Regions from separate parts of the Mus musculus genome. Here regions 1, 3, 4, 5, 6 and 7 are each linked to region 2. A link is a contact called in public HiChIP or PLAC-seq and promoter capture Hi-C data. All regions are on one chromosome and are shown on one strand. Each heading gives the region's core, a stretch centred on a gene start, on an enhancer-like site or on the middle of the called end of the contact. The rest is flanking DNA. Distances are from core to core; before and after follow the strand shown. Region 1 holds the start of Dipk1b (divergent protein kinase domain 1B). Region 2 holds the start of Camsap1 (calmodulin regulated spectrin-associated protein 1). Region 3 holds the start of Agpat2 (1-acylglycerol-3-phosphate O-acyltransferase 2 (lysophosphatidic acid acyltransferase, beta)). Region 4 holds the start of Tubb4b (tubulin, beta 4B class IVB). Region 5 holds the start of Abca2 (ATP-binding cassette, sub-family A (ABC1), member 2). Region 6 holds the start of Surf4 (surfeit gene 4). Region 7 holds the start of Uap1l1 (UDP-N-acteylglucosamine pyrophosphorylase 1-like 1).

Region 1 (4,018 bases), core at 518-3,017, 650 kb before region 2:
AGAAAGTCTGAGAATGAAACCAGCTAGCACCCCACTTTTGGATTTGGGAGTCATGCTGAGCTCAAGTTTACCCTAGTTGCCTCCGAGCCAGAACATAAGGAACCTCTACCACAGGAATGATGCTTAGCCCTTCTTCTAGAACATTCTTCCAGAAAGTTCTAGGAGATGGTCCCTATTCCGGGGCATGGCTCTGGGGACTTCTCCTGGGACACTCATGGCTCTGGCACTCAGCTGTTTCTTTCAGATTTGTCCAAAATTAAAACAGGAAGACTGAGAAATTGCAGGGACACTGGCTGTGAGGCCAGATCAAAGGACTCAGCCACACCTAGAGCAAAGGGCCAGGGCCAGGGCCAGGACAGCGGCTGGCCCAGGCTGGCCCAAGTGATGTAGAACTAGAAGCCGCTAGAAACCTGCAGGTCAGAGACCACTCCAGGCAGGCCCTCCCAAGCCACCTTGGCACAGGTGGCTCCCCTAGACTACCTTGGCTAAGCTTTGATGGTTTACCTGGCCTCTGTCTGACGCAGCTCTTCTCCAGGATCCCTGAGTCTTTGCTCACCCCGGGGCGGGACTCACCACAGTGGTACTCAAAAGCTCGCACAGATTTCTGCCACTCAGTGGGGAACAAGTTGGCAAGCCCTGGGCCCATAATTTTCGAGGCTGAACAGTCCAGCTCCAGAAAAGTCACATGGAAGGTGGGAAGGTCATTACAGGGATAGTAACTGCACAGCAAACTCCCTGCCCAGGAAACCCGGGCCAGGTGGCAGGTGCCCTAGTGTTTCCCACGCAGGAAACTGAGGCTTGGGGCAGGAAGGGCTCAGCCAGTGGCTCTCTCTGAACCAGCCCCACTGGGAACTGGCCCAAACCCCTCTCCTGCCACTCCTGGGTCCACACATTGCTGAGTCAGGGCCTAGCTTCAGGGCTAGGGGTATGGGTACACCCCATCTCCTGGCACAAGAAGGGTCCCCCATACACCTCAGGTCACGAACCCAACCTAGGCCTGAGCATGGATCACAGCACAAGCTACTGCCTCTGGAAGAGGGCAGACAAGGGCATCTGGGCCTGGAAGAGCTCTGCATCCAACAGGCTTCAGTCCTCATCCTTTATGTAAAACAGTCTAAGGGAGGCCAGGCCCCAGGACAAAGGCATCCTCCAGCATCCTCAGGACGGCCCTTCAGAGAGACCTTGGCTAGACTGGTGAGGGCTGGCTCCTTCCTGTAGGCTCTAAGGACCGTGGCAACCAGCGGCTGGAGCCCAGAGGCCTGACTCCATCACCTCAAAGCATGAGGGGAGGGGCCTCTTCTGCAGACAGGAGCTGGCCCTCCACTGGCCCAAGGTCACCACAGCCCCTGTTTCCAGCTGTCTCAAGAACTGGCCAGGGGCTGGCCAAGTTTGCTATTCCAGAATTTTTTTTTTAAGTTGCGAAGGTTAGAAAGGACTCCGGTGCACCCGCGTGCACCCATCGACCCTCGCCATCCCACGCCCTGCCCCTCCCCGTGTGGTAGCACCTGGCCGGCTGCGGCTTACCTGCAGGCCCTTGGAGAAGGGGCAGAGGAGCACTAGGTGCACCAAGCGCCGCAGCCGCCGCATGATGGGCTCCGGCCCCGGCTGCGGAACCCCGCGGCTGGCTCGGCCTCAGCCCCAGCCCGGCCAGGCCCGCAGCGGCCGCCGCTCGCTCTCCATGCGGGCCGCTCGTCCTCGGCTCGCGTTAAAGGCAAGGCGCGTGCCTTTCTGAGCAAGGACCGCGACGCACGCGCGGGGAGACGGCCTGGAGGAGGGGCGTGCACGCGCGGGAAGATGGACAGAGGGGCGTGCGCGCGCGTGTGGAGACAAACGGAAGGGGCGTGCACGCGCGTGGGAGGACTGGCGCGCGGCCCCGCGGCTAGTCTAGCTCTCCCGCTGGGGACCTACGCCACCCCCCACCCCCCCACCCCCAACCTCCCGAGAGCTCCGGGACCCGCTACGGCAACCCTGTGTGAGCATGAAACACCGGGGCAGGCTGGCGCTGAGGACCTGTAAGGTCCCCGCCTGCGCTTGCGCATTTCTTCCACCTTTTCAAGGGTAAAAGACGTTGATGGATCTGCCCCCATCCCTCCCCAGTATGCAGGTGAGGCTAGTCAGTCCTGAGGCCACCACCTCTGGCACCGAGAGTCTTCAGCCCTTGTTGCACCGGGGCATAGGGAAGGACCCACAGCCCACGCGGTCAGCAACTACTCCTGAGAACCAGTTTCTTCTGATTTCTGCCCATGGACAGACACGCCCCTCTCCTGTGACTCCCATTTAGGGTGATTAGGAAAGCAGCAGCTGACCTTAGTTAGAGGCTTATTGAACTTAGCAGACAATGGCCAGAATGCACCGTCCACCATGCGCATCAGCTGCCCTCAATCCTCACCCACACCTTTCTTAGGGGTTCTATAGCGATGTCATATGCATTCCCAGGGAATACGCCTTCCCCTGTGCCCCAGTGCTGTCCATATATATATGCCTTGCAAAATGATAAAAGACAGCTTTAGTTTAAGGATGTTAATTGCTTCGCAATTAGTGAACCAGGCCAACCTTCTCTTCATAAAAGTGGAGCGAGAGTCCCATGAGCCCAGCTGAAGGGTTTGGATTTATAAGCTAGAAAGGCTGAAGAGAACTAGAGCCAGGAGCAGGTCACAAAACAAATGGAAAATAGCATCAAGTCTGTGTCCCAGAAACCAAGAAGCAGAAGCAGAAAGACCAGCCTGGCCTATGTTTCAAATTCCAGACTAGCCAGAAGCCCAAAGGGAGACCCTGCCTCAAGGAAGGAAAGAAGGAAGGAAGGGAGAGAGGCTGGAAGAAAGGGATGGAAGGAGGGAGGAAGAGAGGAAAGAAGAAAGGAAAGAAAGGAGAGAGGGAGGGAAGGAGGGAGGGAGAAAAGAAGGAAGGAGAAAAAAGAAGGGAAACATGGGATTGTTTCATTATCGCACCAATTATAAACGAGCTGCTTAAGCAGTTTGACTATTTTATTATGTCTTCAATCTTGATTTTGCAGGTCAGATAAACAATGTAGTTTAAGTGTGGTGACGGGAAGGCTGAAAAAAATGACTCAGCAGCTGAAAGCACTTATTGTGAAAACATAAAGATTGAAATTCAAATTTCAGCATCCATGTAGCAGATCGAGCATCCTGCGCACACCTGTAACCCAGGTTACAGGTTGAGTGGAGCCGTTGTAGGATGGTTGCTAGGACTTGCTGGTTCACAGCCTAGCTGAGAAAGCAGCCTGAGGTTCAGGAAGAGACCCTGCCTCAAAGGAAAAGGTGGACAGTGATCGAAGAAAGCACCCAGCACCCACCTCTGCCTTCCATGTGCACACATGATGCACCTCCATTCCCCACGCATGACTCCCCTCCCCTCCCCGACACACACACACACACACACACACACACACACACACAAATAATCAAATCTTTTCATAAGAGAAAACATGAAGCTTGGTGTCACGGACTTGCGGAATGAGTAATTATTTTTATTTTTCAGTCTGGTCTTCTGGGAGTACAATGGCCATCTGTAAGGTCTATAACACATGTGTGTATACATGTTTGTGTGTGTATGCATATATGTGTGTGTGTGGAAGCCAAAGGTCTGTCAGGTTTTTACTCTCTCCACTTTACTTTTTATAAGATTTTGTTTTATTTTTGTTTTTAAGGTTTTTTTTAAAGATTTATTTATTTGTATGCACATCAATGTGTATGTGTTTGTGTGTGTGTGTGTGTGTGTGTGTGTGTGTGTGTGTGTGTGTATGCCACACTCAGGAACTGGAGTTACAGACACTTGTGAGCTGCCATGTGGGTGCTGGAAATTGACCCTAGGTCCTCTGAACAGGACAAGTGTGTGTGCCACGTGTGTGCCTGGTGCCCTAGTGGTCAGAAGAGAGCATGGGATCTCCTGGAACTGGAGTTGCCACATGAGTACTAAGAACTGAACCTAGAACCTCTACAAGAACAAGTGCTCTTAACTGCTGAGCCACCTCTCCAGGCTCTTTTGCTCTCCAGTGTCT
Region 2 (4,195 bases), core at 902-3,401:
ACTTGCCCACTAGCAATCTGCTTCTAAAGCCACACAGACACCACATGCAAACTGCAGACTACAACGTGCCATGAACACTCAAGACACAGTAAACAAAGCTAGGTAGTATGTATGTATGTATAAAAAGGACTATGCTCCATGCCAAGTGGAATTTCTTCCAGACTACAGGGGAGGAACAGTATCTGAACACCAGACAATGTTATAAACGACAGACAGACTAAAAGCCTCTACATGACCACCAGATACAAAACAAAGCACCACACAGATGTACAATGGATGGATTTTCTGAGCTTGATAAGAGACACCCATCAAACCGAACAGCATCACAGTCAGTGCAAACTGGATGCTTCCACCAGATCACAAGACAAGGGGTCTGCTTTCCCCTGCTATTCCACAGGGCACTGGGGCTCTAGACAAGGCAGGAAGGAGGTAAGAATGCTCTTTACCCACAGATAACATGTCTGAAACCATTCAACTAGCAAATGGATTCCTCAGAGCTGCAGAATACAAAGCCAGAACATCAGACCACCATCCCTGGCCCCCTTTCTTCTCTCTCCTATATTCTCAGGTTTGTCCTGTTACCTACCTGGCATTCCACCCCCCCCCCCCCGGCCCCATCCCAGTCCGGCCAAGTTCTGCTGTCCCACCACCTTTGGCCCCAAGTCTGAGCCTTGCTGGTTTTACACACCGGGGTTTAGATCAGCCTACCATAGCAGCCCAGTCTACTGCTCCTCGGACAGACACTAGGCTCACTTTTTACTCCTTTCTGCCCAAATGTCATTCTCTTCGGTCTCTCCATGGGTACCCAGCCCTAACCAATTTTTATTTCATTTTATTTTAAACAGGGTCTCACTATGTGGTTTTGGCTGACCTGGAACTCGATTAGAAACAGGGTGGCTCTGAAGTCACTGAGATGCACTTGCCTCTGCCTCCCAAGTGCTGGGTTCAAGATACTTGCCACATGAGGCCACTATCCATTTTTTGTTTGTTTTGTTTTTTGAGACAGGGTCTCATCTCCAGTAGCTGAAGCCGGCCTTGAATTTCATCTAGATCCTCCTGCCTCCAGTCTCCCCACTGCAGGGATTACAATCATGGGATACCATGCCCAGGCTCATCCGCGGCTCTTTCTGACTACATCATACATGCACTTGGACTTGAGGGACAGCTACCTGTACAACATCCACTCTACACACTGCCTTCTTCATACATAGGGCGGCTCTGGCAATGACAGAAGTTAAACACCTTGAAGTTTGCAGATGATGGTTAGTAAGGTCACCCACGCCCGGGCCGGAGGGTTCCTGAGCCTTCCCAGGGGCTGGTGCGCACACAGTCCGCTCTTCAGTGACATCTTTCTCCTTCCGCACCCAGTTTTCAAAAATATACTATTGCTCCTTTCAAGCACTAAAATGCAGGTCACACGCGACGATGGTCCTAGGCTGGCATCCATTTCCCTTAGATGCCAAAACTGGTTGAGAGATCTGATAGTGCCCACCGAGGAGGAGGAGGAGGCGGAGCTCGCGGTTGCTCCGGACTCCCGAGAGCTGCGGGGATTGTTTCTCTGGGCTAATCTCAGGCGCAGTTCTCGAGCCGCACACACTCTGCGACGCCCACTTTCTGCCAGTCCGGGCGGAGACGTCTTGGCATCTCAGTCCACAGATGCAGCACCGGTGCAGACTCTAAGGGCGCTCAGTTCTCAGAGAGCTGGCCTTGCCAGAGGTAGAGGCGAACGTCTCTGCACACAGGACTGAGGCTCAATCAAGGCCAGAGATTAGTCTCTCAAGTTGCTAGGAAACAGGCTAGCCCTCAGAAGAGAATACTGCGCCTGCGCGGGATCCGGACAGGGGCGTGTCCACTGTGCCGGGGGGTGGGCGGGGAGGGGCCGGATGGACTAGCGTGTATGCAGCCTTGAGGACGAAGTAGAGGCGGGGCCGAGGGTGTGTCCATAGCTACTAAGGACACGGACTGGGCTAGGTTAGAGGGGCGTGCCTACTCTGCAGGACCAGGGCTGGGGGCGGGGCTGAGGGTGTACCCAGAGCATCTGAAGAAGGGGACAGGTACGGAGCCTTCAGGAGGAGGGCGGGGCGAGCGGGCGGTGTTACGGGCGGTGCCTACTGCGCTTGCGGAGAAAGGTGGGGCTGCGGGGGGCGGTAAGTGCGCCTGCGTGACGCGGCGGCGGCGCGTTAGCTCCCACCCGTTGGCCGCCGCCTCAGCTGCCGCTTCTCCTGGGCCGCGCACGCGCCTCCGCCACCGCCCCCGGCCCGTGCTCGCACCGCGCTTGCCCCGCGCCTGCCCCGCGCCTTCCTCGGCCGGCGCTTGCCCGCCGCCGCCTGCCCGGCCCGCTCGGCGCCTTCTCGGCCTCGGCTCGGCGCCCGCAGCATGCAGCAGCCTGGGTGGCGGCGGCGGCCGTGAAGTAAGGGCCGTGCGCCCGGGCGGGCGGCGCGGGAGGGCGGCGGCGTCTTTGTTGCGGCCGGGCTGCCGCGGCCTTTGTCTGCAGATGGTGGACGCGGGCGGTCGCTGTGCCGCCGAAGGCTGGAGGAGGATGGAGGCGCCCCCGGAGGGCGCCGACCTGGTGCCGCTGGACCGCTACGACGCGGCGCGGGCCAAGATCGCCGCCAACCTGCAGTGGATCTGTGCGAAGGCCTATGGCCTAGGTGGGCGGGCGCGGCGGGGTCCGGGGTCGGGGGATGGGATTACAGGGAGACGGACGGGGAATGAATCCGGTTCCAGGATGGTACTAGAGGGGAGCCGACGGGGAACGCACTGGTTTCGGATGCGACCGGGAGGTGTCGGACGGGTATAGGAGCCGGGGTATGGGACCAGAACTGGGGTCGGACTACGACGGGGGATGGGACCAGAGGGGAACGCGACGGCCGCAGAATGGGACCAGAGGGAGACCGACGGAAACGACCAGGTATGAGACCAGAGGGGTCAGAAAAGGGACTGACATGCTGGGGGATGAGAGCAGAGAGTTTCGGACGTTGGACAGACGGGGCAGGTTGGGACCAGAGGGGATCTGACGGGTCTTGGGGGGATGAGACGCACGGGAGGAGGTTGTAAGGTCTAGGGACAAGGAATGGAGACAGAGCCAAGATTGAGAATGAGGCCGGTGACAGGGCCAAGGCGCGCCTTCGCGTGGTGTCAGTTCAAGTCTTGCTGTTCTGGCGGCGGCCCAGGTGAGCGAGCGCTGAGGTAGCCCAGGGTCGGTCCAGGCATGGGACTGTGTTCGCGTGTCATCCATGCTCTCTGAGTCTCGGTGGGTGGAGGGTGCCTATCATGTGCAGTGTTATTCTCTGGCAATTGGACTGGTCCTCTAAGTCCAAGAAAGACTCTTACCTAAATAACCACTGCTTAGCTGTTCCTTACTGCATCAGGGTGACTAGAAGGCTGGATAGTTTGAGACTTAGTCTCAAACTAGAGTTCCAGCCAATCTGGTTTATATATTATGAAATTTGGTACTTAACAGAACAGAAGTTATTGGATACTCCAAAGATACATTATGTGTAATACAGATTGTATAGAAACCATCATCTCCTTTGGTTAATTCCTGTTGTAAAGAGCAAGGTAACCTTGTTTATGAAGCCTAATATGCTTAGTAGGATTAGGATTCTCTGATTTGGTGCTCTGGGAACATTGCAGACCAAATAGTGCTGGTAATGAGTTGGTTGGGAGGCTCTAGTATCAGGGCAGGTGTCTTGTTTTAGGCATAAAACTATGATAAATGAAGCATAAATTACCCTTGTGCTGGCAAAAACATTACCTGAAGACTTGGGTTACTGAGATAACCCTTTCAGGAAAGGGTTAGGTGACCACTTTGGAAAACTTGCTAAGCAGGTGTGCTCGGTGACAGTGGCCTCCAACTAGTCATAAGAACAAACTGTTTTGTGAGTCTTGGGATTAAATAAACTGCTTTATTTTAAATTTACTTCTGTGGTATAAAACTAGCAGTGAGGAAGAAATTCTTTTATAGTTTTCAGTGTTATAATTCTTGGTCACTGTTTCTATTCAGTGCAGGGCTTTACCTTACTTAAAAAAGTGCAATTGAAGAAGTTGGGTGGTAGCTGCCCAAGCTTTTAATACCAACACCCGGGAGGCAACACAGAGAAACCCTGTCTTGAACCCCCCTTTCTCCCCCAAAAAAAGTGCAATTGAGAAAAGGTGTCTGCTACCTACCTAGAGCAGCGAATGAGTGTCTGGC
Region 3 (4,048 bases), core at 229-2,728, 620 kb before region 2:
AAAAACAAACCAAACCAAACCAAACAAAAAACCTTAAAAACATAAACCAATACGCTAAATGAATAAATAAAAAGGACACCAGGTTGGTTAGAATTAAAAGGCAGGAAGGACTCAGCATACATTCCTGAGGGGGCTGCAGAGCTGTGAGGACCTGATGCCTTGGAGATCTCAGCTGGGATCCTAGCAGCCCCGTAGCACCCCTCTCCCCCCCCCCCTTCTCTCCAAGCATATCTGGGTCTTCTACCAGAGAAGCTGAAACCCTGCAGCTCACCCTGCCTGCAACCTCATGAGCACAGAAGCCTGAAGCTGGAGTGACTCCTGGTGGTTCCTTACCCACCCTGGCACAGCTTTGGCCCTGCTTTAAAAGCTAAGCACAGGGCTGGCGAAATGGCTCAGCCGGTAAGAGCATTGACTGCTTTTCCGAAGGTCCTGAGTTCAAGCCCCAATAACCACATGGTGGCTCACAACCACCGGTAATGAGATCTGACACCGTCTTCTGGTGTACAAGCAGGGATTGAGGGAGCAGAGTTGACCAGAGTTGAGTGGGCTAACCGGAGCGAGCAGGGGTCCTAAAAATTCAATTCCCAACAACCACATGAAGGCTCACAACCTATAGCTACAGTGTACTCGCATACATAAAATAAGTCTAAAAAAAAAAAAAAAAGCTAAGCACAGTTATATAGGTAGATATTAAAATTATCATCTCTCCGGATCTGAGAAAACCAGAGATTCTCTCAGAATGCCTGGATATAGGGGAGCCTGTGGGCACATTAATATCTACAGCCATCGCTGAGTTCCACACCTAGGTGCAGACCAACCTCACCAAAAAAGAAGCTAGATGCATTTTGTCACTGACATCTGCTCTGAGAACATGATCAGGAAGGATGTATATGGCTGGCCTGCAAGCCCAAGGCTTCTTACTACAAGTGTCCCAGTGAGCACCAACTACAGGCTGGCGGTTAGAACACAGTGCGCATGGGAACACAATCGCCTGATCCACACTGCTGGCCGGGCATCAGAAGGTCCCCGGTGCCACATTACCCCAGAGACACCCCCACTCCAAAACTCTCACTACTCCTTCTGCCTCCCCCAGCTCGTTGCATCATGGGAATAGGGCTTCAGTCTCCCTGCTCAAGGGAACCTAAAGGGCCCAGGCCACCAGCCAGGTGGCCTAGTCAGGTAACCATTGGTCACTCAGTAGCCGGTCAATGGTCCTTTGTGTGGTGACAAGACTGGCATAATGGGCACGTCTTAGGTCGGTTGCACACCCTTAGGGAGCTGCGGTGCCAGGCTGGGGACTTGTGGCCGCAAGCCCCGGTGCAGGGGCGTGGGAGGCAACGCCAGAGCCCAGGCCACCCGGCAGCTCAGAGATGGGAGCCGCGGGACGAGTGAGGGAACCTCAATGTCCTGCCGCAAGGGGCAGGGTGGCAGGGAGGGGCGGGGCGGAGAGGGTGACACCCGAAGGGCCGAGGGAGGCGGGGTCCGCGTCCAGGACGCGGCGGGGCGGAGCGGGGCGCGATGCCCCCCGGCAGGGCCAGGCCCGGAGGGGCGGGAACAGGGCGGGACGGCCGCACCTAGCTCTGGGCTTCCAGCCTGGCCCGCCCTCTACCCTCGGCGCTCCTCAAAAGGGGCGCGGGCGGCGGGTGGAGGGCGGCGGCGCCGTCGGGGCTGGGGTGCGGCCGCCATGGACCCGTGGCCATGGCTGACGGCGGCGCTGCTGCTGCTGTTGCTGCTTGTGCAGCTGAGCCGCACAGCCAGGTTCTACGCCAAGGTCGGTCTCTACTGCGTGCTCTGCCTGTCCTTCTCCGCCGCGGCCTCGATCGTCTGCCTGCTGCGCCACGGCGGCCGCACCGTGGATAACATGAGGCAAGGGGGCCGGACGCCGGGATGGGCGCGCGCTTCCGCTTTCCTAACTTCTGAGCTCCTCGCGTTCTTTCCTTCCTGCCCCGCCCGCCCCGCCGTCCCCACGGTCCGGAGCCTCCGACGACGCGGCTTCCCGTCCCAGGGGCGCGTGTCACGATGTGCGCCGCTTGTAGGGCTCGGCCCTGCGGCGCCCCCTGCGCGCAGCGTGGAGTGTCGGGTTTGCGCGCGCCGCTAGCTTTGGGAGAGGGAGGGGGCCGAGCGAAGGTGGGACAGGCCCAATCCCACTTTCACCAGCAGGGAAACCGAAGCCTAGCCAGGCTTCCGGTCCGTGCTTCCACCTCTCTGCCGGTTAGAAGACACCTGTGCCCAGGTTGTAGCCACAGGTTCTCCTTGTCATTAACTTCCTCTTCTGGGGGGTGGGGGCCGAACTGTCTTTGGACCTGGCTTGCTAGCAATAAAGGAAGGAGGCTGTGGCCAGAATCCTCCTCTGCCCATCTCCCAGAGCAGGGAAGCTTAGTGGACAAGCAAAAGGTACAGGTATGGAGATCAGGCTAGGTTGTCCTGCAATGGGGGCTGCCCGAGAGAAAAAGCCTCTAGTCCTTTCTCCCTGTCCACACTCCCAGGAGACTGTTGCTACATTTCTTTCTGCCCCATTTGGACTGCTGAGAGGGTGGGTTTTGCAATGTCCTGGCCTTGGCCTTGCCTGGGTGTTTCGGACCTTGTGCCCCTGAAGCCCCTCCTCCCCCGCGGTAGTTACAAGGACTGTGAATGATGGTTTCCTGACTCTCGGCTGTATCTGGTCGTCTTTGGGGTTAGGATGCTGTCCTGACCAGCCATATTTTGTGGGTCCCAGCCCTCATTTCTCAGGTGCTTATAGTGACTATCCAGTGTCCCAGGGAGCAGACATGCAGAGGAGACCCTTGCACAGAAGACAAGGGTGCCCTAGCTATGCACTTTTCACGGTGCATAGAACAGGGTGGGGAGGCCTGCTCCCCACCTCCCCACCCTGTCTTAGGGTTCCTGTCTTAAATCCTCATAAGGCGATGAGTTGAGATAGGAACAGCAGGGCCCTTGGAGTATTGCAAGCATGACATCCTCCAGGGATGACCGTAGAGAGGGGTGAGTGGAAAAGAAAGGGATTGACTAGCTAGGAGGTGGAGGCTTGCTCAGTCCACATATGGACTCATCCCCATCTCGTGCCTCCCTGGCCTAGGCCAGCCAAGCTTGGGTTGCAGATGCTACTCTGCCTGGGCAACAGATGGGACTGAGGTTCAGAAAAGCAATTTGACAGAAAGGTTTGCGGACTGGGAGAGTTTGGAAAGAAGGAGGCAAGGGATCAAGATCCCCCCAGCCAGGACAGGGTGCTCTGGGAACCGAACCCCAGAGGGCCAGTGTATAATAAATTCTATAATAAATTCCCTTGGTGCCGGCTCAGCTATAGTGATGCTTTCCAAGGGTGCTGCATACAGTCACTCTAAGGCAGAGACTTTCAACCTAATGCTGTATGACCCTTTAAACAGTTCTTCATATTGTGGTGACCCCCCCAACCATAAAATTATTTTCATCACTGTAATTTTGCTACTTTTATGAATCATAACTATCTGATATGCAAGTTATCTGATATTCTACCCCTGTGAAAGGGCATTTGACCCCCAAAGAAGCCGAGACCCATAGGTTGATGACTGCTATACTAAGGGCTAATCTTATTGTTCTGTTTTTTTGTTTGTTTTTCTAGAGAGAGTTTAGAAAAACCCTGTGTAGCCCTGGCTGTCCTAGAACTCACTCTGTAGATCAGGCTGGTCTCAAACTCAGAGATCCACTTGCCTCTGCCTCTTGAGTGATGTTATTAATTTAAGGCACTAAAGGGCTGTAAGCCAGATCCTGAGCTCCTGGAAGGACAGCCCTGGTCTGCACCTGGTTTCTAAAGGAAGCCTTTGTCATTTGGTTTAGAGTTCTGAGATGCAAGGAACAGCATTAGAAACACAGAGACCAAGTTTGACTATTCAGACGTGGCTTAGGGGCTAAGACCAAGGAAGGGCTGTACATGTGGAGCCCTTCCCTGTATACAGACCAGAGTTGGGTGACAGGAGGCAGGGGACAGGGGACTTGGTTATAGCATTCGACAAGGGGATAGTAAAGCCCAGGGAGGCTGGATAGAATTTTGCTCAGCTGCAAAGTTGGGTCA
Region 4 (4,103 bases), core at 414-2,913, 760 kb after region 2:
ATGAACACTAGGACTGCGGTTTTTTTTTTTTTGTTTTTGTTTTTGTTTTTGTTTTTTTGAGACAGGGTTTCTCTGTGTAGCCCTGGCTGTCCTGGAACTCACTCTGTAGACGAGGTTGGTCCCAAACTCAGAAATCCACCTGCTTCTGCCTCCGAGTGCTGGGATTAAAGGCATGCGCCACCACTGCCCGGCAGGACTGCATTTTGTATATAGCGACAGAATGCCACTGCTCAGGATACAGGACTCTGCTTGTCCTGGTGGGGTTTTTTCCTGTGACATGGTTGGTAGGTACTTGGATACCACAACCAACAGGGATTGCCTAACACCCTTAGTTTTGAAGGTAGTTCATTCCAAAAGCCAGAAGTGGCTAGACTGAGACAGACCCATTGTATAATATTCCTTTAAAAAGTTACACATCAGACATGAAGACTAAGAACTGTAGTCCTTGCATTCTGGAGGCTAAGGCAGAATTCCAGGTTACAGGCCAGACGACTCTGTCTCATAAGCAATGGCGTAGAGAAATTACCAACTAGACCATTTTGTGGGCAGAAAGATATTGGGGATCAAAATGCCAAGGTGGGGGGAGCAAATGGAGAAAAAGGATTGTTTCAGAACTACTTGCCTTCGAGAGGTAGCTGACTTGGGAGGGAAGGTTAAAGTTAAGGTGAACAGAAATCACTTTAAGAGACCTGCTCTTCTGGTAAACAGAAACTTTTAAGCTTGTTTACCTGGTCAAGTCCTGTTTAGGACAATGTCAGCACTACCATTTTGGGGGTAGGGGTGCTTTGGACCTGACCCTGAAAAAAAAAAAAAGAAATATGTACATGTATTGCTCTCCATTACAGGACAGGGACTTGCACACGTTTGTTTGTTTGTTTTTCCCTCTAACAGTCATGGCCAGGCATGCCCAGCCCTGTAGTCTCCATGCAGCTCTGTGCGCACTTGGAACTCAGGCTCCAAGGAAACCGGCTCTTGGCCAGCAAGTTTCCACAACATCTAGGGAGGCCGAAGGGGCGGAGGGATGGCCCTCCCAGGGGTGGGGTGGGGAGGGGAAGAGAGAAGGGGGGGGGGGAGAGGGGAGGGGGGAGAGAGAGAGAGACAGATAGAGACAGAGGACCCCGCGCCTGCCCAGTGCGTCCCGGAAGGGCCCGGCGCCTCATCCAGAGCCTATTATTGTTAGCGTTTCAATTCGCCTCAGCTTGAGGCTTGCAAGGTGTGTTCCGGATCGACAATGCCTGCCCGCGTCTCCTTTCTCTCCCCGCAGCAGCTGCCAGACCTACCAAGCCGCCCGAGCCCACAAAGCTCTGAAAAGTCGCCCCCTCCCTTTCAGCCGGAAGCTGGCTTTCCACGTCCCACCCGCGCGCTGCACTGCGGCGGTTACCAGGACGCCAAAACAGCGCAGCCAATAGTGTCAGGCTCTCGGAGTGCTCCCAGGAGGCAGCCAATGGAAGTGCAAATCAATCATTTGAAACACCCAATGGATTGAGCACTGCGGCGCCAGGGCGGGGATTGTGATAGGGGGAGCCGTAGGCAAGCGTGACCAATAATGAGAGTATATTGTTGGGAAGGCGGGCCCCAGACCGCTCGATTGACGGAAATGTAGCCAATCAGACAAGGATAATTCGTGGCCTCGTTCTGAAAGCCCAATCCTGTGCTGACGAGGGCGGGTCATAAGAGGTATATAAATGTTGGCAGAGCGTCGGTTGTAGCACTCTGTGCGCCTGCTCCTCCCGAAGTGCTCCTCTTCTACAGCTGTTCCGCAGTCGCCGCCGCCATGAGGGAGATCGTGCACCTGCAGGCTGGGCAGTGCGGCAACCAGATTGGCGCCAAGGTAGGAGGCTAGGTTTCTGCGAGCCAGACGCCACTGGGACAGCCAGCCGGGGAAGATGGCGGAAGCGGCCCGGAGCGTCGCCCTTCATTGCGTCCTGGATACCGGCGTACGCTGGGCCGAGACGTAGCGCCGGTGGCTGGTGTCGGTGGGGCGGACGGTGCGCGGCCCTTAGGGATTCGTCGCCCTGGCGCTCCTGAGACTGGAGGGAGGGGGAGGGCCTGCCGCACCCATCCGGGGCGGGGCTGCCTTGGAGCGCACCGGCCGGCCGGCGTGACTCAGCTAACGCCCGACTCCCTTGCAGTTCTGGGAGGTAATCAGCGACGAGCATGGCATTGATCCCACTGGCACTTACCACGGAGATAGCGACCTCCAGCTGGAGCGCATCAACGTGTACTACAACGAAGCCACCGGTAAGGCTCCTCTACCCCATCCATCCTCCTCACCACCCTTCCAGTTTGAGCACACTTGACGTCCCCCTGTCCCAACCAGGTGGCAAGTATGTGCCCCGCGCCGTGCTCGTGGACTTGGAGCCCGGCACCATGGACTCGGTGCGTTCAGGGCCCTTCGGGCAGATCTTCAGACCTGATAACTTCGTCTTTGGTGAGTGTGGTGGAGGTGTGGACGGGCTTGCTACCCATGAGGCTCAAAGGTCAAGGGGCTGACCTAAAGTTCTTCCTTAATAGCCACCAGGTGTACACTTTCTTGCCCTCTGAGTCACTCAATCCCTTGGCCGAAAGCAGCTTTAGGAGGAAGGTCCAACTGACTGCGGGTAGATTAGTTGCTAGTAGAGAGTATGAGAAGACCTGACCTAGTGGCAGGGGCCCTGTACTCTCCTTGAACATTGGCAGGGGTGCCTTTGGAAGTATTTACTGTCTTAGCTCTAGTGTGTTCTGTACATCTCCGTCTGGTCTCCCCCACCCCCCATCCCCAATCTATGTATCCCTGCCTGGCCTCTTTAACTGTAGACCAGGCTGACCTTAAACTCAGAACTACCTGCCTACCAAGTGCTGGGATTAAAAGCTTGTGCCATTATGCACAGCACCCCCTCTCCCCTTTTTTTTAACATGGCAGATTGTTTTGGGTCTGTACACTTTATTCAGTGTCACCTCATGTCATTTGGCCCCTTGGGCACATACTTAGTGTGACCTACTGTTTTCTCTTACAGGTCAGAGTGGGGCTGGGAACAACTGGGCCAAGGGGCACTACACAGAAGGTGCAGAGCTGGTTGACTCGGTGTTGGACGTTGTGAGAAAGGAAGCTGAGAGCTGTGACTGCCTGCAGGGCTTCCAGCTGACCCACTCCCTGGGTGGGGGGACTGGGTCTGGGATGGGTACCCTCCTTATCAGCAAGATCCGGGAGGAGTACCCAGACAGAATCATGAACACCTTCAGTGTGGTACCTTCCCCCAAGGTGTCGGACACAGTGGTTGAGCCCTACAATGCCACCCTTTCAGTCCACCAGCTGGTTGAAAACACAGATGAGACCTATTGTATTGATAATGAAGCACTTTATGACATCTGCTTCAGAACCCTAAAGCTGACCACACCCACTTACGGTGACCTGAACCATCTAGTGTCCGCCACCATGAGTGGGGTAACCACTTGCCTGCGATTCCCTGGCCAGCTAAATGCTGACCTGCGGAAACTGGCTGTAAATATGGTGCCCTTCCCTCGCCTGCACTTCTTCATGCCTGGCTTTGCCCCCTTGACCAGCCGGGGCAGCCAGCAGTACCGTGCCCTGACAGTTCCTGAGCTCACCCAGCAGATGTTTGATGCCAAGAACATGATGGCTGCCTGTGATCCAAGACATGGGCGCTACTTGACTGTGGCTGCCGTGTTCAGGGGCCGCATGTCTATGAAGGAGGTGGACGAACAGATGCTTAATGTCCAAAACAAGAACAGCAGCTACTTTGTTGAGTGGATCCCCAACAATGTGAAGACAGCTGTCTGTGACATTCCACCTCGGGGCCTGAAAATGTCGGCCACCTTCATTGGCAACAGCACCGCTATTCAGGAGCTGTTCAAACGCATCTCAGAGCAGTTCACAGCCATGTTCCGACGCAAGGCCTTCCTACACTGGTACACGGGTGAAGGCATGGATGAGATGGAGTTCACTGAGGCTGAGAGCAACATGAACGACCTGGTGTCCGAGTACCAGCAGTACCAGGACGCTACAGCTGAGGAAGAGGGAGAGTTTGAGGAGGAGGCTGAGGAGGAGGTGGCTTAGAGCTGTCTTAGTCACTAAAGCATGGGAGCAGTGTGAACTCTTTATT
Region 5 (4,161 bases), core at 1,385-3,884, 550 kb after region 2:
GTCACCATCTGAAGCAGACTCTGAAGCCCCTCCCAGGAGTGGTGTGGGTCCGTGCCCAGCTTGTCCCTGGTTGTGCCCACTGTGCTGACAATAGCTCTCTGTGATCAGAACACCCTGCTGTGTTGTCTATACCCTCACCCGCCTCAGCCTGTGCCAGCCTCCACCTCCTCTCCAGCCAGGATGGAGTCCAGGGCCAGTTGAGGAGGTGGTATGTACACCCAGGGCTGCAGGACACGGTGTCTCACGCATACAGAGTAGCAGGGGTCACAGCTCAAGAGACAGCCCTACCCACACTTACCCGACCACAGGCACATCTGCCCTGCCCTGGGCACCTCTGCCCGAGTAACTGCAGCGCAGGCCAGGCTGGCTCCCCTATCACTATAGCAACGGCTGCGCATGAGCTGCTGGGAGAAAGAGTCCTAGCTGGGAGGCGGAGGGCAACAGAGGGGCATCTGGTTACAGGCTCACAGCACAGGTCCAGCGCTACCTGTCTTACCTAGGTGACCGCAAGTGACCTAGGGATTCTGTCTCTCAAGACAAGTCCCGTGCTTCCACACTGCCCCAATATCTCCATGCTCACCCTGGGCCTGAGCAGCCTTGTGCTCGCTGTGATGGGGGATGGGGAGGGTAGCAGGTGATACCCACGTGTGATGTTAGCTTCCACCACAACTACTCTATACTGGTGATCCTCCTAAGGGTGCCAGGGTGGACCCATGTCCCATGTACTACCCATGTCCCTACAACAAGGCAGGGTAGTACTTGAGCGAAGGAAGCAAGCAGGGCAGAAGTCCTGAGGTCCCCTCCAGATCACAAGCTTTGCATGGGCACACCCCTGACACCAGCAAAAACTGTCTTCCTGGAAGAAGACAGCCACTGCTGGTAGCTCAGCCATAGGTTATGGATCTCCTCTGTGGTCTAATTGGTCTCTGGGAATGTTGAAGCATGCGAATTCAGGAAAACCCAACAGATCCACATAACAGGCAGGGGTCAGTCCTAGGGAAAAGGCAACGGGCACCTCCAACTGACTGTCACACAGCTGGACTCTTCTCCCAACTTGCTGTGGCAGGAACTATGTTGTGGCCTCTATTCCCAAGCCCTGAGGGGTGTTCCTGATAAGCAACTTTGGGCTAGCTAGCACTAAGGCATGCCTACATACACTCTGTGTCCCTTCTTCCCAGGGACTCAAAAGCTATAGTCACAGGGCTGCCCCTTCAGACCCCACACCAGCCAACCAGAACAGAGAATGTACCCAGTCCTGGCAATCAGCCAGGGCCAGGTGCCCACGGGAATTCTGCCAGGCTGTGGTGATGACTGCTACCCACCCTGCCTACAGACCAGAGTTTCTTATTATGAATCTAAAGTACTCAAAGAACATAGGTGGAGTGTTGCTGCCCAAGGGGTCCCTGGGTATGAGCTGGTTAAGGCCCTTCTTTTAGGTCCTGCACTCTCTTGTCTCCATCCTGGAAAATCCCAAGGGCCCTCGGACACTCTTGCTGGCCCAGGACTCTCTGGATGCCCTTGCTCTTCCAGGGACTGGGATGAAAACCAACACTGCAAACGCCATCCGTGCCTGGCATCCTGCTCCTCACACAGGACTCGTACCCCAACACTCTTTATACCCTGCCTGGCCTAGACAGGTACTAAGAAGCTCAGCAGAACCCAGCCCCAAGAGAGGCCCAAGGCAGGAGAAATCAGAGGAGCAGCCTCAGGAGAAACTGGCCCCAAAGGGTGCTGGGATTTAACAGGTTGAGTCCACACAACAAGGACATTCCCAGGGATGAGAAAGCAGGAGTAAGGGTTGTGACTTGCCAGGATGGGTTAGGAAAGGAGATGAAGGGAGGAGAAGGTGGTGGTGGTGGTGGTGGTGGTAGTGGTGGAGGAAGAGGAGGAGGAGGAGGAAGAGGAGGAGGGCGGTAGCAGCGGCGGCGAAGGCTGTTTGGTACCAGCTTCAGCCTAAGGTGCTTGCCCAAGGGCAGAGTACCAGTAAAGGGAATGAAAAGACAGGTTCCTATGGGGGCCCCAGAGATGATGGGACCAGGGCTCTGAGTCCCTAAGCTGAATGGTGTGTCCCAGCTAGCGCTCTGGACCAGGAACCTGCACCTAGCTCTAGCTGAAGTCCAGGGACCACCTGCCCCCACCCCAGCCTGCCAGAAAGCGCTGCGGAGGGCGCCGGCCCGTGACTCAGCCGTGCGCTGCGAGTGTCAGCGGACCAGGGCACAGCCGAACCCACTGCCGGAGGCCCGGAAGCCCGCGGAATCGTCCGGCCCCGAACAGGGTCTCCGGTGGCGCCCTCCCGGGGTCTGCGCGCGCCTGGACACTGCACGTGCACGCGGAGAGCGCACCGGCAAATTGGGCGCGCGGCCTGCGAGCCCCTAAGGGCGGGCGCGGCTCGCTCACCGGGCTCCGGCGCTTCAGCGTCACGTTCTTCCAGAGCAGCAGCTGCAGCTGGTGCAGGAAGCCCATGGCCGGGCCGCGCTCCGCCGCTTCAGCGCCGCGGCCCTGTCCTCTGCGCGCCCCGCCGGGCCCCGCTGCCGGCCGCGCCGCTCGGCATCGCCCGCGCGGGGGCGGGGCGCTCGAGAGTCCAGGACCTGCTGCTCGCAGGCTCCGCCCCGGCGGCCGCAGCTACAGAGACTCGTCGCGCCCGCGCCCGTCGCCCCCACTTAAAGGCGTCTCTGCGCCCGGGTAGCCGCCAGGGGGCGCCCGCGCCCGCCTGCACCTGCGCACAGCACTAGGCCTCGCTGCTCACTGGACCCATAATGCAGTGTTTCCAAGATCCCTCACAGCCCCCATCTAAACCAAGATCCCGGCTCGCACCTTTCCGAGGTCTAGGGAGAACGCAGGTACCCTATGCTTCTCCCAGGAGATTCCAAATATGAGTCTCCAATTGAGAGATTTACGCAGAGGGGTACCCAAGGTGTTTACTGTCCTGTTTGGAAAACTGAAGGAGGCTTGGTCACCATTAGATTGACCCTCCTCACTTGTAGAGACAGGAAGCAGGGTCAGTCACTCATTTAGAGGAGAGACATTGGTCCGTTAGGAGAATCCCATCGCGGCTTGAGGTGCAACAACACGATGTGACTTAGATATTTTAAAGAGGAGCCTGATGAGAGGGACTGCGGTAGTTCGACCACCTTCACAAAAGCATTCTGTGTTCCTCATAGACGAGCCACCACCTGCTGATGAAATGGCGTTTACCTAGATTATCAAAATGCAGAGCAACAGCAGGTCATGGCAGATTTACCTTTAACCCAGCGCTCAGCTCAGGGAGGCAGAGAAAAGCAGATCTTTGTGAGTTCAAGTCCACACTGGTCTACATAGAGAGACCATATCTCAATAAAATAAATAATAGAGAGCAACCACGCACGTGTAATCCCAGCATCAAAAAGGCAGAGGCAGAAGGGATGAAGTATTCAAGGTCATCCTTGGTTATATAGAGAATTCAAAGCTAGCCTGCGCAACATGAGACCCTGTCCAAAATACTCTCTCTCTCTCTCTCTCTCTCTCTCTCTCTCTCTCTCTGCAGGTGGAGACAGCTGTTTTGAGGTCCAGGGTATCATCCAAACACATTTCTTACATAGTTTTAACTGAATTTAGAACACGTAAGGTGCATATGCCTGGGGTCACTGCAGTCCACCTGCGATTTCCATGCAGGTGAGGCAGATGCCCAGCGGGCAGGGCAGCAGAAATGCTTACCAGGTATGAAGAGCTAGACACACCACGTGAAGGGCTGGGTGTGCATAACCGGAAACTGCTACAGGTCAGAGAGCCCTAATTCTGACCTGAGAAAGTTAGGTTTATATTCAAAATGATGCTGAGACATCACAACTGTGAAAATTTACCACAGTCATCCATTGTGACTACCAGATCAGGCCTCCCTGCTCTAGCCAGACTGCACAAAAGGGGCTGGAAAGCAGGGGTGACTGAGAAGACAGGTTGTCCCTTATATAAGAGGTTTACTTGCTACCCCAACACCACCCACCTCCCCACCTACTCCATATTCATGTAAGCCTAGCATCTTTCTGCTCTTAGAGCCTGGCCTTTGGTGGGTCCTTAGAAGTGTTTGAATGTGGGCCTATTGATACTGTCACAGGACTATTTTCTCCAATATGGCAGGCAGGGGGCAGCAGAGAGCCACTAGCTGTGGTCCTGAGGACTGTGTCT
Region 6 (3,755 bases), core at 701-3,200, 950 kb before region 2:
GGGGATTTCTGGAGTCTGAGAGACCTCTGTAACTTGGGAGCAAGGGGCTCTGCACCTTACCTGCTTTATCAAGAACTTGGTTTCAGTTTCCAGTTCTTCCACCACCAGGTTCACCCCTAAGGCTCCAGGATTCAGCATTTGCAATAGCTATCCTCAAGGAAGAGAGAGACTTTGAGAACGTCACATTATTCTCTACTTCCTACATGTGATGGTTCCACACTCCACCCCCAAGTATGGCTTCTTCTCTCAATTTTGTTGTAGAGGAAATGGCCTTAGGTGATGGATTGAGAAGCCTTCCAGGGTGGGGCCAATACAATTTCCCTCGAAGCCCATTCTGGAACTCTTATTTTATAGCCTATGGCCTTCCCCAAGCCTACAGGGGCAGCCTTATAGGTAAGAGACAGTTGGGGGGTGGGGCTGGGGGCAGAAGTGGCTCTTAACCCTAGTGATACCCCATCTAGTACCCTTCGCCAAAATGAACATCCAAACAAGGCCTGTGATTTGTGTAACTGGTGCAGTCATAGCTTCGTCTAGGGCACAGTACTGAAGGAAGTGCTTCCCAGCCATCCTCTGTAACCTGCACTGGTGCTGCCTACAATTCACTTGAGAGATAGATACTGGGGCCTAGGAGCAAGGTCCTTGCCTGTGGCTGTGGGACTGGGGTCTGAGCCAGAGCTCATCTTTGAAGCCACACCTTCAGAACTGGTCTGTAAGCCAGAACTCTACAAGATCAGTGCTGTCAGGTAGAAGGTGGCTGAGGCCTGAGTACAGAGGCCACTGTCAGCGTGGGGTAGGGGACAAGATATGTAGGCAGTACGGGAAGGATAATTAGCATACAGGGAATACAGGGTGTCCGTTGGAGCTCAGCCCAGGTAGTGAGCAGTGGTTTGTTTTTTGTTTTTCTCTAAACATTTCTGGCCATCAGAAGTGCATTTGCTTGGCTAACGCATGTAAGCCTTCTCTCAAAGAATACTGGAAAAGAGGAAAAGAAAATGAGCGAAACTGAAGCTTTTATAAGCCGAGTCTAACAATTAATGAGGCTGACATGTGAGGAAAAAAGCGATTAAAAAAACAACCACTCAGGTTCTGCCTTTAAAGACCCCATACATGGAGGGAAGGGGAAGGGCACGTGCACCATTCTCCAACCAGTGGTCAGACTTGGGGGTTGGTCATCATTTTAGAGGGAAACTGAGGCCCTGGGAGGACTCAAAGGAGGAGAACTCGGAGGAGGAAACATGCGGGGATCATAGGGTCACCCTGTGATGGAGGCTGGGCCTGGCTGTGTGGCCCTCGGACCTGTCCCGCTGCCCAAGGACACTGGACCTTGGTTGTGGGGGCATCTCAGCACCTGATATTTTTCCATGGTATCTCGTGGAGACACTGCCTCACTGTCCTACTACCGGGCAAAGCCCTCGAGCCAGGCCGGTAGTCGAACCCTCGTTTGAGCATGCTCGGTAGTGACTGCTCCGTGTGCCCACCCCACCTCCTCAGCCCCTCCACCTGCCTTCCATAACCCTCAACCCGGGGCGTGTCTGCTTAGCACTTTGGCTCGTACATGGCATACTCGTACTATGCCCCTTAAAGAAGCCACAGAGAATAGGGAGCCGTGTTTCGGACGAAGGGCAGGGCCCCGGTGTGTTGGGTAGGGTGGAGGGCGGGGCAGAGACTGACGACGCGGCAGGCGGGGCCGCAAGTACTACGGGCGGGAGACACAGGTGGCAGGAAGTCTACCAGCACGGTGGGCGGGACCTGCTGCTTGGTGAGGGTGGAAAGTGGTCAGCGCTTCGGGTTCTAGAGGCTGAAGGGCTAGGGGTGGTCCGTAGGGGCTGGAGGGGCGGGGCCTGGGGTGTGGGGGCGGGGTCTACCTGTGAAGGGCGCGCGGCGGAGGCGGGGCCTGTTCGTGAAGGGCGGTGCGCCGGCGCCAGGCTCCTCGAGCGTGGCGGGCGGGGCCTGGAGCGTGAGGGCGCGCGGCAGGCGGGGCGGGGCGCGGCGGGAGGCGCGGTCCCTTTAAGGCTTGGCCTACGTGGCAGCCGCTAGAGCAGCCGCGGCTCAGCGAGGCCGGCCGCCGGGTACTTCCTGTGGAGGCCGCAGCAGGCGCGAGCGCCCAGGACCTGCCAGCTGAGCCTTCCGCCGCCGCCATGGGACAGAACGACCTGATGGGCACGGCCGAGGACTTCGCCGACCAGGTGCGGCCTGCCCCACAGCCCGCTGGCCGTCACGGCCCCACGGACGCCCGTCCTCGCCGTCCTGCCTAGCTCTACGGAGAAATCCGAGGGGAGGCTGGGCGGGGGGTTGGGGGTGGCGGCCAGGGAGGCTCCCGGGGCCCGCGGTGCTGCTCTGTGCCCTCTGCCCTCTGAACCGCGGCGGCTCCTTGGGGACCTCTGGGGAAGGGGGTACTCTGTGCGCCCCGCTGCGTGGCCCCTCCGCCCTTGTCCAGGACCGTCCTGGCCCTTCCTTCTTTGCGTGGACTCTGCTCCGGTTGCCCGATCTGGGTCCACGCTGCCGAAGGAGAGGAGCCTGCCCCTTGGCTCGCCTTCCCAAGTGTACAGGTGGCTTGTGAACCGCAGGGAAGGCCTGGGATGAGTCTGGGCCCGAGCGACTAGCTGGGCAGGGTTAGAGCCGGAGAGAGGCGCAGGTGGCACCACTTTTTACAATTAAGTTCGACGGATGGGGTGGGAGTTGTGTGAGTGTGAGGCTTTGACTTCTGAAATTGTCCCGTTAGATCTGCGAAGTCATAATATAACCTGAACTAGCCCTGGAGGCTGAATGGTGCCGGGGCCCACCCGCCAGCCAGTTTTGGTTCACTTAGTGTGTTCGTGGCTGTCGGTGATACGAGGAGGCATTTTTTGGCCTAGAGTACTCGAAGGTTGGGTGTGTGTGACCATCTTCAAATGAGCTTCTCTACCCCTCCTTTTGAGGGGTGTCACCTCCCCATGTTCACCTTCAGTTCTGTTGAACCATTTTCCTGTGAGCTGATCTTTTTAAAGGCATTTCTACCCCTTTTGGAAAAGTTTCTAATGCCACGATTTTGCATTAAATACATAATTTTAAAATTGTATGGACCAAGGTCTTCCTCTTGTGATGGGTTTCGTTGACATAATTCTCAGTGACCCAGTTTTATCTTCCTGAGTAGCAGCTCTCTAAGAAGATGGCTTCATAGCCAAGTTTGTGAGCGGCTCACCTCAGGATCTTCAGCTGGAAAACCCACCATTTTGCAAGTGGATTTCACAACCCAGATCAGATGAATTATCTCCAAGAAGCTGCCAACTATCTAATGATAGATTTCAACTGGAGAAAGAGTTCATCTTTTATGAAGTCCTCCATGTACTTTGTTTTGATTTAAATGAAAGAAGCCAAATCTTGGGACTGGACAGGCTTTTGTGGGGAATACAGTAGCCACTCCCACTAAGTAACTGGCTTGGGCTCCTGGACTTGCCAGTGTCCACCACCCAGGAGGAAACCCTGGGTCTCCTACTGCTTGGTGTCCAGGGCATCTCAGGTCTGGAGTTAGATTTCAGCTACACATCAGTGGAAAGATGCCCGTACTGTAGATGGCCTGCTGCTTAAAACCAAAATTCCCAATGAAGGTTCCTTCTTAAGGGATTAGCCTCAGAGTCCACCTGGAAGTTAGCAGAGGATACCACAGGAGCTTCTGAGATGTGACTCCTGCTCTTCTGATCCAGTGTCAGGCATCAGGGAGCCTTCCAGTGGCCTCAGTGTGACCAGTCCTGGGAGCTTTTGTGTTGGATATTCAT
Region 7 (3,863 bases), core at 641-3,140, 620 kb after region 2:
ACCCTTGAACTTTTTTTCCTGTTTTCCTGTTTGTTGGTGGTGATGATTTGAGACAGGGTTTCTCTGTGGAGCCCTGGCTGTCCTGCAACTCAAAGATCCACTTGCCTATGCCTCCCTAGTGCCGGGATTAAAGACCTTTGCCACCATACACTTTACCTTCAAACTTTTAGAAATGGCTTTTGTAAATTTTTTTTTTTTTTTTTTTGGTTTTTCGAGACAGGGTTTCTCTGTCTAGCTCTGGCTGTCCTGGAACTCACTTTGTAGACCAGGCTGGCCTCGAACTCAGAAATCCTCCTGCCTCTGCCTCCCGAGTGCTGGGATTAAAGGCGTGCGCCACCACGCCCGGCGTAAATTTTTTTAAGACTTACTTATTTTATGTGTAAATACACTTCAGACACACCAGAAGAGGACATTGAATCCCATTACAGATGGTTGTGAGGAAGGGTAGGCAGTGCTCTTAACCACTAAACCGTCTTTCTAGCCCTGCTTTTATACTTTTTACAAGAGGTTTTATCTATACCAGGTGATGATGGTGCTCACCTTTAATCCCAACACTAGGAGGCAGAGGCAGGCAGATCTCTGAGTTTGAGGCCCATCTGGTCTACAGAATGAGTTTCAGGACAGCCAGGACTACACAGAGAAATCTCATCTCAAAAATAAAAAACAACACACACAAAACAACAACAACAAAAAGAAACAAGAGGTTTTATGAAAAAGCAAACTAAAGCAGTAAGGGGATGCAGAGCCAGTCTGGAACAACTGAGTTCCTAAAGGTAGGCAGGTGAGGGGAGGTGGGTGCAGGTTGAAGCTAGCCTGGGTCTGCCTGCTGCCCCCAGGCTAGCAGTGGGGGTTCTAGGTGAATGCTTACAGGGTCAAGCCGACTCCTCTCAGGCTCAGCTTCTAAGGAGAGAGGCTCCCAGGCCGCTGTCTTGCTTCTGGGTTGCTCAGAGGATTAGTCAGAAGAAAGAGAGACACTGACACATGACAGTCATCAGCCTATCGGGGATTGGAGGCTAGCTGCTTCCCAGAAGCACTTTTTCCAGAAGTAACTTTTCCCAGTTTCACAAAAGGCACTTTTAGCAAGTCAATTTCCACACACCAAAACCTTTTTTATCTGATCTAGGGGTTGTCTGAAGGAACCATCATCTAAGCAATTCTCAGCCATTCGAGACTTCCTGGTTTGTCAGGTATGTCTTGGGACTAAGTTACGCTAAGGCTACTTCAAAGCGTAAGTGCCATTACTCCGGAATTCATGCCACAAACAATGGCTCTGCAACAAGTCTGCTGCAGACAACCCTTCTGGCTGTGGACAGGGAGGAGGCTGGGTTATGTCTGGTCAGCCCAGTGCAGATACCTCAGACTTCTTTCTTCCCCGGGGCAAGGACAGAACAGTTTTTTTTTTTTTTTTTTTTTTTAAAGATTTATTTATTTATTTATATGTAAGTACACTGTAGCTGTCTTCAGACACTCCAGAAGAGGGAATCAGATCTCGTTACGGATGGTTGTGAGCCACCATGTGGTTGCTGGGATTTGAACTCTGGACCTTCGGAAGAGCAGTCAGGTGCTCTTACCCACTGAGCCATCTCACCAGCCCAGACAGAACAGTTTTATTCACGTGGTGGGAATTACTTAGGAGAGAAATGACTAGACCTTGGGGTACTAGGAAGGCCTGCTCTGGACCGTACACCTTGAATGCTGGGAGGCCAGATCCTAGGATTCAAGTCCGGAAACGCGCAGGGGAAACTGTATTAAAAGGGTTAAAGATGGGAGAAGCCAAAGAAGACAGAACAGCAGCCCAAGAGGAAAAAGGGGCGGGGTCCTGGGTGGAGGTGCCGCACCCTGGGCCCGCCCCCCTGGGATCTCAGCCCCCGGCCTGGTCTCGTGACATTGGTCAGAAAGTCACGAGTACAGGCTGAGGCGGCCGCTGCAGTTGCAGTATGGACTCGGAGAGGGATGTACGCGCACAGCTGCAGCGTGCGGGCCAGGACCATCTCCTGCGCTTCTATGCCGACCTGGCTCCGGAAGCCCGAGCCGCACTGCTAGCGGAGCTCGCCTCATTGGAGGCCGACGCGCTGCGTGAGCACTGCCAGCGCGCCGCAGCTGCGGGCGCGCTAGCTCCGGGTCCTCTGCCGGACCTGGCTGCGCGCCTGCAGCCCCTGCCCCCAGAACGCGTGGGCAGCGCGATCCGCTGTGACCAAGAGACACGCCTGCGGTGGGAAGAGGAAGGTAGGCAGCGCCGTGCCAGGCTGGGGTTGGGCAGGTCCGGCCCGTTGAGGCCGGAAGAGTTAGAGCCTATGGGCGGTGGGGGTAGTGGGGGCGGAGTGGAGGACACGGACTCGGGAAGTGCAGCGGAGAGTTATTTGCCTTGCAACTTCTTCCTCCTGTGCCTAGTAACCCCCGAAGTCGTGCTCACTTGTGGTTCTCCAAAGTGAAAGAGGCCTTATCTCACGATGCACCTCTCCTCCAGGTTTCCGACAGATTTCTCTGAACAAGGTAGCTGTCCTGCTGCTGGCGGGTGGGCAGGGCACTCGCCTGGGCGTCACATACCCAAAGGGCATGTATCAAGTTGGGCTGCCCAGCCAGAAGACCCTGTATCAACTGCAAGCAGAGCGGATCCGGCGTGTCCAACAGTTGGCTGACCAGCGACAGGGGACCCACTGCACTGTGCCCTGGTGTGTCCTCCATGCCAGCCTCCCAAAAAGACCACCCCTAAATTGACCCAGGCCTACCCCACACCAAGACCTTAGACCCAATCTTAGCACGGCCCTAGACAGAGCCCAGTACTTGCCATTACTGAACCCCTTCTAGACTTGCCAGATTGAGCTGGACTCCCCTGGAAGCAGCTCACTGCTAGGACATTTACAGGTACATCATGACCAGTGAGTTTACCCTGGGACCCACAATCAAGTTCTTCAAGGAGCATGACTTCTTCCACCTGGACCCCACTAACGTAGTGCTGTTCGAGCAGCGCATGCTACCTGCTGTGACCTTTGAGGGCAAGGCCATCCTGGAACGGAAAGACAAAGTTGCCATGGCCCCAGGTATGGCCCACACCTTGGATAGGAACAGGTTGCCCCACCTGGGCCACAGAGTACAGCTGTGGATCAGGAGGCCTGACTCCCAGGTAAGATGTACTCAGGCAGGCTATGTGGCCCTGGGCATGTGGCTCTGGCCAGTCTGGAGTCACAGGCTCTTGGTTTGTGCACCTGCAGCACTTACTAAACTGAGCAGGAGATCAGGCCACAGTCCATGGGTATCCTACTCCTTTCTCCTTTATAGATGGCAACGGGGGTTTGTACTGTGCACTGGCTGACCACCAGATCCTGGAGGACATGAAGCAGCGGGGTGTGGAGTTTGTGCATGTGTACTGCGTAGACAACATCTTGGTGCGGCTGGCTGACCCAGTCTTCATTGGCTTCTGTGTGCTTCAGGGAGCAGACTGTGGTGCTAAGGTGAGTCCCAGGCTTTCATTTTCCTTGGCACTTGGCTCTGCTCTTGCTAAATCCCGTCCCTCCTACTTCCGGCCCTCTAAGTCTATGCCCGGTGGCTGCAGGTGGTGGAGAAAGCATACCCTGAGGAGCCAGTGGGTGTGGTGTGCCAGGTGGATGGTGTCCCCCAGGTGGTGGAATACAGCGAGATCAGCCCTGAGATTGCTGGGCAGCTCGGGGCTGATGGAGGCTTGCTCTACAACGCAGGCAACATCTGCAACCATTTCTTCACCAGAGGCTTCCTGGATGTGGTTACCAGGTATGTGACAACAGGTGGCTGTGATATCCCAGACTAAGCTGAATCCAAGAATGCCACAGTAGCTGGAGCTGCCCTAGCCTGAGCCAGGCCACTGCTGGGAGTGGCAAGGGCTTGGG

What was found. Promoter capture Hi-C pulls out the DNA fragments that hold promoters and counts their contacts. HiChIP or PLAC-seq counts read pairs in DNA pulled down with a chosen protein or histone mark.
Region 1: a contact with region 2 is called in a promoter capture Hi-C map of liver, with 3 times the contacts expected there. The contact joins the promoter of Dipk1b here to the promoter of Camsap1 in region 2. A contact is called at or near these places in 3 of 39 promoter capture datasets (liver, neural stem cells and pre-B cells), 4 of 115 datasets of contacts at active chromatin or transcription factors (bone marrow-derived macrophages, embryonic stem cells, microglia and 1 more) and 1 of 9 other capture datasets (liver).
Region 3: a promoter capture Hi-C map of neural stem cells shows a contact between it and region 2. The contact joins the promoter of Agpat2 here to the promoter of Camsap1 in region 2. A contact is called at or near these places in 3 of 39 promoter capture datasets (liver, neural stem cells and pre-B cells) and 1 of 115 datasets of contacts at active chromatin or transcription factors (memory CD8 T cells).
Region 4: a promoter capture Hi-C map of pre-B cells shows a contact between it and region 2, with 2.8 times the contacts expected there. The contact joins the promoter of Tubb4b here to the promoter of Camsap1 in region 2. A contact is called at or near these places in 2 of 39 promoter capture datasets (cranial neural crest and pre-B cells) and 2 of 115 datasets of contacts at active chromatin or transcription factors (memory CD8 T cells and pancreatic cancer cells).
Region 5: a promoter capture Hi-C map of the SN4741 cell line shows a contact between it and region 2, with 3 times the contacts expected there. The contact joins the promoter of Abca2 here to the promoter of Camsap1 in region 2. A contact is called at or near these places in 1 of 39 promoter capture datasets (the SN4741 cell line) and 2 of 115 datasets of contacts at active chromatin or transcription factors (double positive thymocytes and pancreatic cancer cells).
Region 6: a promoter capture Hi-C map of pre-B cells shows a contact between it and region 2. The contact joins the promoter of Surf4 here to the promoter of Camsap1 in region 2. A contact is called at or near these places in 2 of 39 promoter capture datasets (liver and pre-B cells) and 1 of 484 Hi-C or Micro-C datasets (embryonic stem cells).
Region 7: a contact with region 2 is called in an HNF4G HiChIP or PLAC-seq map of pancreatic cancer cells. The contact joins the promoter of Uap1l1 here to the promoter of Camsap1 in region 2. A contact is called at or near these places in 1 of 484 Hi-C or Micro-C datasets (CD8 T cells) and 2 of 115 datasets of contacts at active chromatin or transcription factors (microglia and pancreatic cancer cells).

Annotation. Positions count from the first base shown.
Region 1 is chr2:26,626,206-26,630,223 of GRCm38.p6, reverse strand. It overlaps Dipk1b (divergent protein kinase domain 1B), which reads right to left and starts at 1,767. Exons shown (of 5, transcript NM_019833.3): 1 at 1,525-1,767. The coding sequence starts at 1,587.
Region 2 is chr2:25,981,238-25,985,432 of GRCm38.p6, reverse strand. Camsap1 (calmodulin regulated spectrin-associated protein 1) reads left to right here and starts at 2,151. Exons shown (of 18, transcript NM_001372499.1): 1 at 2,151-2,651. The coding sequence starts at 2,495.
Region 3 is chr2:26,601,847-26,605,894 of GRCm38.p6, reverse strand. Agpat2 (1-acylglycerol-3-phosphate O-acyltransferase 2 (lysophosphatidic acid acyltransferase, beta)) reads left to right here and starts at 1,478. Exons shown (of 6, transcript NM_026212.2): 1 at 1,478-1,866. The coding sequence starts at 1,685.
Region 4 is chr2:25,222,262-25,226,364 of GRCm38.p6, reverse strand. It overlaps Tubb4b (tubulin, beta 4B class IVB), which reads left to right and starts at 1,663. Exons shown (of 4, transcript NM_146116.2): 1 at 1,663-1,831; 2 at 2,133-2,241; 3 at 2,321-2,431; 4 at 2,997-4,103. The coding sequence starts at 1,775. The coding sequence ends at 4,057. Fam166a (family with sequence similarity 166, member A) reads right to left here. Exons shown (of 7, transcript NM_026624.3): 7 at 4,084-4,103.
Region 5 is chr2:25,427,072-25,431,232 of GRCm38.p6, reverse strand. Abca2 (ATP-binding cassette, sub-family A (ABC1), member 2) reads right to left here and starts at 2,634. Exons shown (of 49, transcript NM_001368624.1): 1 at 2,398-2,634. The coding sequence starts at 2,463.
Region 6 is chr2:26,931,706-26,935,460 of GRCm38.p6, reverse strand. Surf4 (surfeit gene 4) reads left to right here and starts at 1,950. Exons shown (of 6, transcript NM_011512.3): 1 at 1,950-2,186. The coding sequence starts at 2,139. It overlaps Stkld1 (serine/threonine kinase-like domain containing 1), which reads right to left and starts at 1,405. Exons shown (of 19, transcript NM_001379463.1): 1 at 1,349-1,405; 2 at 61-147. The coding sequence starts at 1,363. Gm36591 (a long non-coding RNA gene) reads left to right here and starts at 2,193. Exons shown (of 2, transcript XR_374179.1): 1 at 2,193-3,755.
Region 7 is chr2:25,363,690-25,367,552 of GRCm38.p6, reverse strand. It overlaps Uap1l1 (UDP-N-acteylglucosamine pyrophosphorylase 1-like 1), which reads left to right and starts at 1,890. Exons shown (of 9, transcript NM_001033293.3): 1 at 1,890-2,226; 2 at 2,468-2,672; 3 at 2,866-3,041; 4 at 3,280-3,452; 5 at 3,554-3,747. The coding sequence starts at 1,938.